2 separate regions of the Danio rerio genome follow, and region 1 is linked to region 2. Evidence: chromatin contacts called from public HiCAR-type data. All regions are on one chromosome and are shown on one strand. The core of a region is the stretch at or near the end of the contact, and the rest is flanking DNA. Distances in the headings are between cores, read along the strand shown. Region 1 holds the start of slc26a2 (solute carrier family 26 member 2). Region 2 holds the start of si:rp71-1d10.8.

Region 1 (5,382 bases), core at 713-3,212, 340 kb after region 2:
GTGTTTAAAAGCATAGTATACAATTATATTAATATATGGACTAAAACAGATCATCCAAAATCAGATTATTAGATGCCATCTTAATTATTAACAGCAATAATCTATTATTATAGATTATATTATAATATATTTTTTGCTATTTCTGAGCAGAAATTTGTAACAAATCTACATATTTATGGAGAATGATTATGGGAGATATAAGAAATAAAAAGTAATACCATAATAACTTTTATTTAATGTTTACACCGCAAATCAAAGAAGATCCACTTTTTTGGTAAACAAAGTCTCTCATATAATATCTCTCATATAAGGTCTCTCATATGATATATCTACTAAAAGTCAGATAATATTACTTTACAAACTGTATTGTAAATAAATCAAAGCAAAATTTTCATATCAGTCAATTACATCATTGAAATGTATTTAAAAACTGAAGAAATACAAAATTTGTACAAAAAAGTAAATAATAAATAAAGTAAGTAAATCTGTGGAAACCAGTGGCTTTCTTTGCGCGCAGATTCCGTGTGGGCCAACTCATGACTAGCAATTTAGTGTCTCCATAAATCATTCCATGGTAGTTAAGTTTTCAGAATACACACCACAAAACAAATCAAGGTTTTACTACTATTAAAACCTAATTATTGACATTTGTTGTGGTTAAACTACACCATGGCTTTGCTACACTAACCACAGTTTAACTGTAATATTTGTAGTAAAACTGGTAATACAGTAATCAATCCAAAACAACATGGTTATTACACATTTAATACATTAACACATAAAATACTCTGAGCTCTAGATTAAAGAAACGCACAGATTTATCACTAAACTCTGGCTTAAAAAATAGCACAGACAAGACATAAGAACAGAACCTGTTAAGCGTCTCGGTTTGAAAAATCTATAGCTGTCATATGGAGTATGCTTCAATATGCATTTGCCTCTGCTTTTATGATAATAATCGAAGCAGCCATTGGCATTAAGATATTTTGCTCCTAATAATATTCGGCCTGGTGTGAACAGTTAAATACATCACGGAAACACACTGTGTGATTTTTTTATAGCTTTAAAATCGTTTACACCAATTGACTACAGTATTCATGTTACAGAGGTCATTGTGTTTTGTTTAGTGATTAATGTGCCTTTTGGATAGTACATCCAATTGACAGACGGGGCGGCAACTTTCGTCATTTTACATGATATCATGGTTCAGTCTGAGGCAACACGAACAGCATGTTGTTGCGTAAAATAAATAGTGTGTCTAACTTGTAATAAACTTGGCAGTTGACATATTTTGTATAAAATTAATTTAAAAACATTTCAATACGCAGTTTGTGGGAACTGATAATACTAATGTGTACAGTTTAAACACCCATGATCACATCCCGATTATGTAACAAATGATCAAAGCAAACGTTTTGTTGTTGTTTTGTCAAACCTTAAGCATATTTATAAGCTAGTTTCTTTGTTGTGTGACAACTAATTTAAAAGTCAATTATTGAAAATTAAAGTACAAGAAATTTCAAGCGTACTTTAACATACACATTAAGAGAATTGATGTAGTATTAACAATTGATACCAAGCATCTCACCACAATCTATAATATGTTCTGAAACTTCGTGATCTCGAAATTGATAACGTACATCTAACTTCAAACTTTAACAAGCATCATCGACAAACGTTAAATGATACGATAGAATAAAAGCTAGAAGTGTCATGAAACCCTGGTTTGTTTTATGCTCTGACTTCATGAATGGCACTATTGAAAACAAAACTGCAACGTGTACAACTGACTCAGTGCAAGTTATCCGCTTAGGAAAAAAAGCTGCACAGATTCAATGTTGAAGACTCACCTCAGTCCGGCTGCGCAACGAGATCGTTTCATTTACACATAGTCATCCGTTTGGACATTTTATAAGCCAAGAGTTACACCTCTTCGAGCGTATGTTACTTGAAGTTTAGGATCTCTTCCGTGACGTATCAAGCCACGCTAAGTTTGTGATATCACGTGGACAACGAAACCTATTATCACACGTCACGTGACTGCTAATTCCTGGCTTGAAGCAAAACTTGCACAGCTATGCTTACTCAGTTAATTTGCAAAGTCTTCTGACTGAGAGCTACTGCTTAAATTGCCGAGTCAAGAGTTTATAAACGGTCCTTCTGTCTGTCTGGTAAAACAACTACAGTGAAAGTTTGACTTATGAATATCTTATTATGCAGTAGGCAGACCAATTTGGGCACAAGTAGGTAAAATTTTACCTTGCTCAATTGACTCAAACGTTAGAGGAGAACTTTCATGCAACAGTTAACTTTCAGAATAGTAGTCGAATAGTACTAAACTTAACCAACATCTGAAAGTGCATGTAATCTAAAGGTTATTGTGTATAACCATAATATACCATAATGTAGTTCAATTAGGTATATTGTTTGTTAATGAAACAATGGTTCATATTTGAACAAGCCTATATATTTGACATTTTCGTGACATTTCTTAGAGTTAATGCATTTATAAATTCATAATCATATGTCGAGTATAAAAGTGGGCACCCCTGATCAAGAAGGGAATAAGCCAAAGGAAAGAGTAATAAGAAGACCATTTTCAAGGTATACTGCGGTTTGGAAAGGTCAATGTTTTAAAATTGCCAACATTTTCTGCTCTAGGCTACCACTCCTAAGGTATGTGTAAGATTTATAAAACATTTCTTTAGTTTTTTAGGACAACAGTATCTTCAGCAAAAAAAGAAAAGAAAAAAAAGTTATCCAAAGATGCTGTTTTAAATTGTAATGAATTGTGTTTTTGTTACAAAGACAGCAAAAGTCAATGATTCATTTGAATTATTTAGCCTGACATGTTTACTGTTCCAAAATATTTTAAATGTCTCTTAAAATAAAATATACTGTGTTCAAAGGGGGAAAAAGTTATTTTTTTTACCCTGACATTTAAAAAAAAGAATATATTTTAGAGCAGTAATCCAGTGAAACCATGATCCAAAGTTATCATACAATCAAAATCTTATACCAGCCCATGCCTACACAAGACCACTTGATAACTTAGTTTCTTTGGATGTGGCTACTTTATTTTTAGGTATATGGTGTATGCAAAATGTTCATATTTGTTTTATTGGATTATTCCAGTATTTATAGAGCTAACCTACAGAAATATATATATTTTTCCATTAGCTGTATGTGTTGTTTGAGAGTCTGATAAGCATTTTTTAAATATGCAAGGTAAATAAAAAATGCTGGAAGTGTTACTGCTGTGAGGCCACAGGTTTTAATCCACACAGCCTTCAAATTCTACATAGGCTTGAGTAAATTGAGCCACACTCCCCTGCGAACAAACAAAGAACACAGTGTGCTTATGAATGTTCCAGGGTGGGATTTTGAAATGGTGCATGTTTATTTAATCTTTTCAATCATCAACATTCTTGTGACATTCTTTACTAAGACATAATTTTACATACAGTAAGTATTCATGTGTGCAATAAAAAACATTAAAGACTCAATATGTACAATTTATTCAATAAAATACCCTAGAGTGGTGTTATACGTGCTCTGATTCATGAATGTACTATTGAAAACACTAAGTCAGTCACATAACACTAAGTCACGTAAGTCAGCCCTATTGCTGACTAATGTACTTACATTATACCAAAATGTTTGAATAAAATAAAAATAAAATTTTAAATACAGACTTTATACATGTAGCATCATCAAAATACCTCAGCTTTGCTTTACATGCTACATACACATAATATACATTTCAAATAACATATAGTTGTGTTTTTAACCTTAGCTATTATTCTCTACTTTTTATATTCTGTACTCTGTCACAAGCTGTTATGCATATAGCTGAAGAAAAAAAAACATGTTTTATTCTAAAATGTACTTCATTAACCCTCGTTGTTTTTTACAGTGATGTGTTCATTTTTTTTACAGTGAGGTTCATCAAGATCAGATCAAGCATCATACTGGGGAAGTCCCAATGAGCTGCAGTTCTGTGCTATGTTCATGTCAGTGGAAAATGTTTGCACTGGTTCAGCTGAAAGGTAACACACTGACTGAAATAACCACTTACTGTACAACTGAGGACTACAGAAGAGCATCTGAATGCATATCAAGCCTTGAAAAAGATGAAAACAGAATTGCAAACTATTATTACAATTCACACAGGCTCACCAAGATTAGACTATACAAGATTGGAAACAAATTCCTGAAATGATAAGTCTTGGCCTCTGTGCTGCTAATTCTGGATGGTAGGTCATAATTTACCATACTGTATAATGCAAGCCATCCTGTTTAAATGGTTCAGCCTACTGGTACTGTAATTCTATGAGAGAGATTGTTTTGACACAGGTTGGGCATATTAGCACAAACTGTGCATCGTTTAAATATTACAGCCAACCTGAGTACTGACCATGTCCAGCCCTTTATGACATCCAGCAGGCTAATGCACAACTTCACAAACCTCAGATTATCTAATTATTAACTTGTTTTTTTTAACATGAAGTTGACTTAACTATACCCAACTGGCTTCATAGTTACCAGAAGAGATGTGGTGTAGTGGGAGATTCACATCAATGTGCGGCTGACAAATCTGCAGCAAGATGCTCCCATATGATATGCCACAGCCATATCACCCGCATACCAAGATCAGTTACTCACAGTTACGCTTCTAAATGGGAGACCACATACGAAAACTAGGTTGCTGTTAGAAGTGGTGTTAGTGAGGCTAGCAGGAGGCTCTCAATCTGTGGTCTGTGTAAGTCCTAATATCCCAGTAAAGTGAAGGGGACACTGTACTGTCAGTGAGTGCCATTTTTCGGATGGAACGTTAAAGCAAAGTCTTGACTTTTTGTGGTCATTAAAAATCCCATGGCAGTTATCGTAAAGAGTAGTGCTGTAACCTCTGTGTCCTGGCTAAATTCCCTCTATCGGCCCTGACCCATCATGGCCTCCCAATTATCTCCATACACAGAATTTGTACTATCACTGTCTCTCCACTTTACCAATAGCTGGTGTGTGGTGAGTGCACTGGAGCCGTTGCCCTGTGGCTGAGGTCGCATCATCCAAGAGGATACTGCACACTGGTGGTGGTGTGGAGAACCCCTAACCCCCCTTATGATTGCGAAGCACTTACATGATAAATGCACTATATAAATACACATTACATTACATTAATATTGTGTTACAACACTTTTTTTATAATTAAGGCAAATGTGAAAGTAACTGAATGGTCTAACCCTCTAATAAGAATCTTCTATTTTCGTCTTATGTATTAAGCTTATGTATTAAATAGTTTTTTTTTTCCTGTGGTTGACCTATGATCTAATCTGCACATATTTATTTAAATATATATTTATTTATGATTCATAGTGTCAG
Region 2 (6,159 bases), core at 3,231-5,730:
ATATTTATATTAAAACAAGCTTCTGGATCATAATCTGTGCCATGTTCTATCAGACAGCCACTTTAACTGTATAAGGTGGGGTGTATTTTTGTTTTAAATGACCATTATAAAGAAGGTGCTCTGAGTTTTTTTATTTATTTTTTTACAAACATGGCATAGGGTGTCTTTACTCACCTGCTGCTTATTTGAACTCTGACAAACTCTTTGAATGAAGCTACTTCAGCAGCTGGAGGTTCATCCAGGCCACTTTCAATGCTGCAATTTGCTTCATCTTCAACAGACGCTGTGAAACCCTCCAGGGTGGAAGGAGAAATTTCAAGCTCAATGGAGGCAAACTCATTAATTGGGAACATCCCCATTGTCCTGAACCCATCTCGAGCTCTTTCCACAGTGGCAGTTCTACTCCATGTTTCCATAAAAACAGAACAATAATGACCTTTGGGCAACTTCATGTCTTCATGTTGAGGATGCCACTGATCGGTGATCGCTTCACACCAGTTGTGTTTAAGACTTTGAAACAGAGCTTGGCTTGATTGTTGCAATGCAGGATAGCATATGACTTCCACATTGTTCTGGTTCATGATACTGAGAAAGCTGAGATTAAAGACATGGCGGCTCTGGTCATCGAGAAGCAGAAGGTGGGGTCTGGTGTCGTCTTTCGGGAGCTGTGCCACAAACGTTTCACCCCAGTCATTAAACATGTCTGCAGTTATCCAGCCGCTTTCTGATGCTCTCATGCACATGTTTTCAAGAGACGCGCTCAACCACTCATTTCTCACCATGCTTCCTTTAAAAATGATAAGTGGAGCAAATGTTCCACAGGCATTGAATGCTGCTAATACAGCAGAAACCTCTTCAGTTTCCCCTTCAGTGTTGATCTGAAAGCAAGGGTCTTCTCCTTCATTGACATATTGCTCAGACAAAAAAATGTCTTGTAGTTCTGATAAATCACACTTCCAAATATGTGAAGGTATGTCCTTAATTCCCAATGCATCAAGGATATCTTTGTACATTCTGAACCAGCTACTCAGTTCCTTTTCATTCATTGTTGTAGCTGGTGATATGGCTTCTGGTTTCTTTATTTGCAGCCCAGGGTTTCGCTTCATAAAGCCCTCAAACCAGCAACAGCCAGCCTTTTGCTTGTTTTCTGAAAATCCTTGTATGCCATTTATTTTGGCAAACTCAAAAGCAAGAGACTGAACATCAGTCTTCCTCAACAGGAAGCCTCTCTCTACAAGCGAGGTGAGAAGGTTTGCTAACTCCCGTTCAGATTCAACAGGAATGAATGGTTTTCTTCCAGATGCATGTTCAGATCCCTCAACTAGTCCTTTCAAACGTCTTTGAAGAGTTGTTTTCGGCAAGTCCCACTTCCTTGCAAGCAAACGTACCACAGGTTTCTCCCCTGATTCAACCTGCAGTTTATACTCCTCTAGCGCACCTTTCATTTGGTCTTCTTTCCACAGATTCATCTTCAGTCCTTTTCTTCCTTCGAGATGGCTTTCATCTCGCTGTTCTCGGTCAGGTGCCAGTTCTCTATAAAAAGACAAAACAATGTTGAATTGGGTCTACTCCACTAATAAAATTACGTTTCGCACATATGTCATCCTCGGCTACAGTTAATCTATCACTTCTGTACAAAACTTTAAATATATACAGCAACACACGAGAAAGATCCAAGATTTACGCTGCTGGCACCATTGAAAACGTTTGGCATTGGAAGAAGTGACCAAAAGTTTGGCAATTGCAGCCTGGTCATGTACACTGACCCAGGGGTTTTTAGTGAAAAGACTAGGGTTAAGGAACATGTTTAATTCTGCATTGAGTTGGGCAGCTGTGGTTTTATGTTTTTTGAAAACAATCGGGGTTAGCACCCAGGCATATCTTTCAGAAAACTTCCTCTTGTGCCGACGGTGGATGTGGTTCATCCTTTTGGTGTTATGCTGACATTACTCTGGATACCGTGGCTCTTAAAACATCACAAGAACTTGCTATCTTGGTCACAGATAGGCAAGCAAGATACACACCAACAATTAGTTTTCTTCTGAACTATGATATGTCACCCATAATGTTGTGTGCATTACAATATTTTAAGCAAAATTGTGACATTACTTTGCTAACGGAACCTTCATACTCTGCACATACTGGTGGAAAGTGCAATCAATGAAGAACAAATGTACTCATGAAACCTCCAACACTAAATTGACCACTGTTTCAGTTTCATTGTCCAACCCCTGTTTGTTTGATATGTAATGCTCGACAAAATAAAGAACTCATTACTTGGACACTGTTTGTGCATCTCTCTCTCTCTCTCTCTCTCTCTCTCTAAGCAGTGATTTCATTTGTATTTGTTCCAATGAATTTATTCCCATTATTGGTTCTAATTTGCCTATTTTTATTACTGACTGTTCACTCAAATTCAAAAATGTTTTATCTTTATTAAGTAAGGCTAGCAGTTTCTTCTTTTATATTGAAATGAAATTAAGATTTGTGAAATTTACTAGATTGCTAAATGGCATTATTTATTAGAATCATACATGATTCAAAACAATGAATAAGCTAGAATATCTAAGATGATCTTTTTTAAACCAGTAATAAACTGGGATGAAGTGAAAATCTAAACAACCGGCCTGACTTCACAAGTGGTAAAAATCCTTAACATTGAGCCATGCTAATATTTTAGGTAGCCACTGTAGATATAAGTATGTATATAGCAAAATAAGAAGGTTCACTCACCCTAATTCAGATTTAACAGGAATGAATGTTGTTCTTCCAGATTCACACCCAGATCTCGCAAGAAGTCCTTTCAAACGTCTTTGAAATGTTGTTTTCGGCAAGTTCCACTTCCTTGCAAGCAATCTTACCACAGGTTTCTTCCCTGATTCAACCTGCACTTTATACTCCTCTATCGCAGCTTTCATTTGGTTCTCCTTCCACTGATTCATCTTCAGCCCTTTTCTTCCTTTGAGCTGTCTTTCATCTTGCAGTTTTTCTGACTGCTTCCGAATAGGTGCCATTTTTTCTATAAAAAATAATGTTTTTGAATTAGGTCTACACTCCACTAAATATATTGTTTTACAAGTATACTTTGCACTCATCTACAATTAAATAACCAAATCTATGCAACTTTTATTATATACTGACCATGTGTGTACGCACACACATTTTAGTGTTGTCAAACATATTGATATAAATACCTCCCTTATAAAAATCATAATTTAAATAATTGATGTGAACAATTTAAAGATAATAAATTAGACAGTTAAACAGCAATTCAGGCCAATGCAATAACATCAATCCAGTTCATATCAGCACTTTACAGGGTTTCTGCAGGTTTCATCAAGTCAAATTTCAGACTTTTTAAGACCCCCTTAAGACCACCAAGAATAAAGTTTTCAACTTATACAAGGTTAAACACTAAGGATTTTTTTTTTCTTATGACCCAATAAGATGAATCATATAATTGTTTTTATTTTTTATTTATTTATTTTTTGCCCGCTTAGGGAATTTAATGGGGAATTTGCTGTAAAAATGTCTATAGGGTGTAGTGAATTGAATCTTAAATATAAAGAATAAGATTTTATTGAGATGTATTGTTGGTTATTGGACAGATCTCAGCCCGATGAAGTAGCTTTATTTGGACATTGCAAAATTAAGAACTGGTTAAAACGATTTAAGACCTACAACACAATATTTCAGCTAATTTAAGACTTTTTAAGGCGTAAAATGTAGTTTTTGAAATTGAAGACACTTTAAGACTTTTTAAGACTCAGTGGACACCCTGACTTTAGTTCTTTCAGCCACAATAAAGACCCTCAGGTGTAAAATCATGGTTAACAACACTCTTAAAACGTTAATATTTTCTCACAATGAATTTAAATATCTGTAAACATGGCACCTTTGCTATTTTTAAATTCAAAATGCTCTAAATTTTACTTTTTTATTTTCTATTAGGAATAAATGTATTTATCAGCATGATGTCATAAAAATGTTATCATATAATAGCCTCGTATAAAAGCTAGGTAGCTAGTGCTATTTTTTGTCATTTTGTTATCTTTTACCCATCCTACAGATAAAACTGATCTGATTCAAACTACTCAAACCTTTAAACAACAGAAGAAGAAACATTGGACATTACATTAGTATCCAGTTTCCTGTAGAATATTAGAAAGCAGCGAGCTTTTGATTAGATCCGTGTATGACGGCGAATGTTCATTTTTAATCAGAAGAGCTTTGAATCGTCCCACAATAACGGGCAGCAGCTGTCCCACTTTACCTTAACATGCTAACGTGCTAAGCTAAGCTAAGTGGGTCACAATAATAAACCTTCTTTCAAATAATCGAATGTGTCTTTCAGAAAATGCCAATTAATATATTTAAAATAAAAGTACACCGAAAAATACATTAATAAAAGCTTCTATGCAGAGTATTTATCAATGAACTTACCATGTGGTTGTTGTGTAGAAGCAAACCAATGATGTCACGTCAAATCGGCCACATTGTGTTAATTATTCATGAGTGCTACAATATGATTGGCTCCTGATACTTTAAGAATAATCAAGAAATATATGTAGTTGACCCACTTTACCTTATGTCCCACTTTTCCGGACGTCTCTCTTAACGCCCTTAATCTTGAAATGCTATCTCTGGGTTTCTGCAGTTGCTGTAAAACAGGCTAAAGGCGGGTTATAAAATAAAATGTTATTTACATTTAGAGGGTGGAAAGGCCATGCAGAATCAATTGGCCTTGACATTTTATAGTGAAACTCAACGGGATTAACTGCACCATTTGAACAATCTGGGCTATGTATATGAAACGTACAAAGATGCACTTACGGGAACAGTGATGTTAATACAATTTCACTGCACTTAATTTAGAACGTTTTTAAAAAAGAAAATCTAAAAGCTAAGCAGATTGCATTAATAGCCCATATGGTTCTCTTTTATTGATCATATAACCAACTTCATATGCACTTCAAACATTTACTAACTTTAAACATCATAAATTGTATTAAAGGCATAGACAGCACAGCATTAATCGGAGCCTTTCTTTTTGTAATGTTCCTTGAACTTTTTCCTGCATGTAATTTATTGGATTAACCTTTTTATTTAAACACTGACATTTTACTTTTCGTTGAGCTTTGTGCTCTGTTGACCTTTTTTCAATATTGACCTAACAGTGAGGACAAGTAAGTTGTCACAATACTAGACAGTACGAAGTACAAGCTGATGTGAAATAAACGTCATGGTTTAAGTGATGCAGGTGTGAGACATGGCAACCAGCAGAAATAAAACAAAATTAATTTTGGCTAGAATAAAAGCAGTTTTTATTTTTTTTAAACATCATTTTTAAAATTTTGTGTCTTTCAACAAAATTATTCAACAAAAATATTAGCCCCTTTAAGCAAAATTTTTTTCGATAGTCTACTGAACAAACCATCATTATACATTTACTTGCCTAATTACCCTAACCTGCCTGGTTAACCTAGTTAAGCTAGTTAAGCCTTTGAATGTCACTTTAAGCTGTAAAGAAGTGTCTTGAACAATATCTAGTAAAATATTATTTACTGTCATCATGGCAAAGATAAAATAAACAAGTTTTTAGTTATTAATGAGTTATTAAAACTATTAATAAATAAACAGGGGGCCTAATAAATCAGAGGGCTAATAATTCTGACTTCAACTGTATGTATGTATATATATATATATATATATATATATATATATATATATATATATATATATATATATATATATATATATATATATATATATATATATATATACATAGTATAAGAGTTCACCGCATTTTGAAAATTAATTTCTCAGTGAATATAGGTATGCAAATAATATGCAAATGTATAAAATATAAGACATATTTAATAGTATATTTTAGTCATTAAATATACAGTATAATATATATATATATATAATATTTCAGTTCTTGCAAAATATTGCAAAAAATAAATTAATGAATAAATAACTTTATAAACTGCAAAATGTCCACAATTTCAGCTACGATTTTGAAATCCAAACAAGGACAGACTTAAGGATTTGGAGTCCCTAAGCAGTTCCAGGCATGGAGTCCTTAGGGATCCTCATTTCAGTTAATTTTCCTAATTGACGCTGGCTAACCGAATATTAACCATTAACCGGTCAGAT

The links. HiCAR-type assays count read pairs that join an accessible place to other places.
Region 1: a HiCAR-type map of caudal fin shows a contact between it and region 2, with 5 times the contacts expected there. The contact joins the promoter of slc26a2 here to the promoter of si:rp71-1d10.8 in region 2. A contact is called at or near these places in 6 of 18 Hi-C or Micro-C datasets (caudal fin, embryo, fibroblasts and 2 more) and 2 of 4 datasets of contacts at active chromatin or transcription factors (caudal fin and embryo).

The regions. Positions count from the first base shown.
Region 1 is chr14:29,723,679-29,729,060 of GRCz12tu, forward strand. slc26a2 (solute carrier family 26 member 2) reads right to left here and starts at 1,963. Exons shown (of 4, transcript XM_680022.7): 1 at 1,851-1,963. It overlaps shtn3 (shootin 3), which reads left to right and starts at 2,088. Exons shown (of 18, transcript XM_073921846.1): 1 at 2,088-2,171; 2 at 3,940-4,049. The coding sequence starts at 3,986.
Region 2 is chr14:29,379,540-29,385,698 of GRCz12tu, forward strand. It overlaps si:rp71-1d10.8, which reads right to left and starts at 4,481. Exons shown (of 5, transcript XM_073921835.1): 1 at 4,136-4,481; 2 at 2,734-3,019; 3 at 175-1,533. The coding sequence starts at 3,014.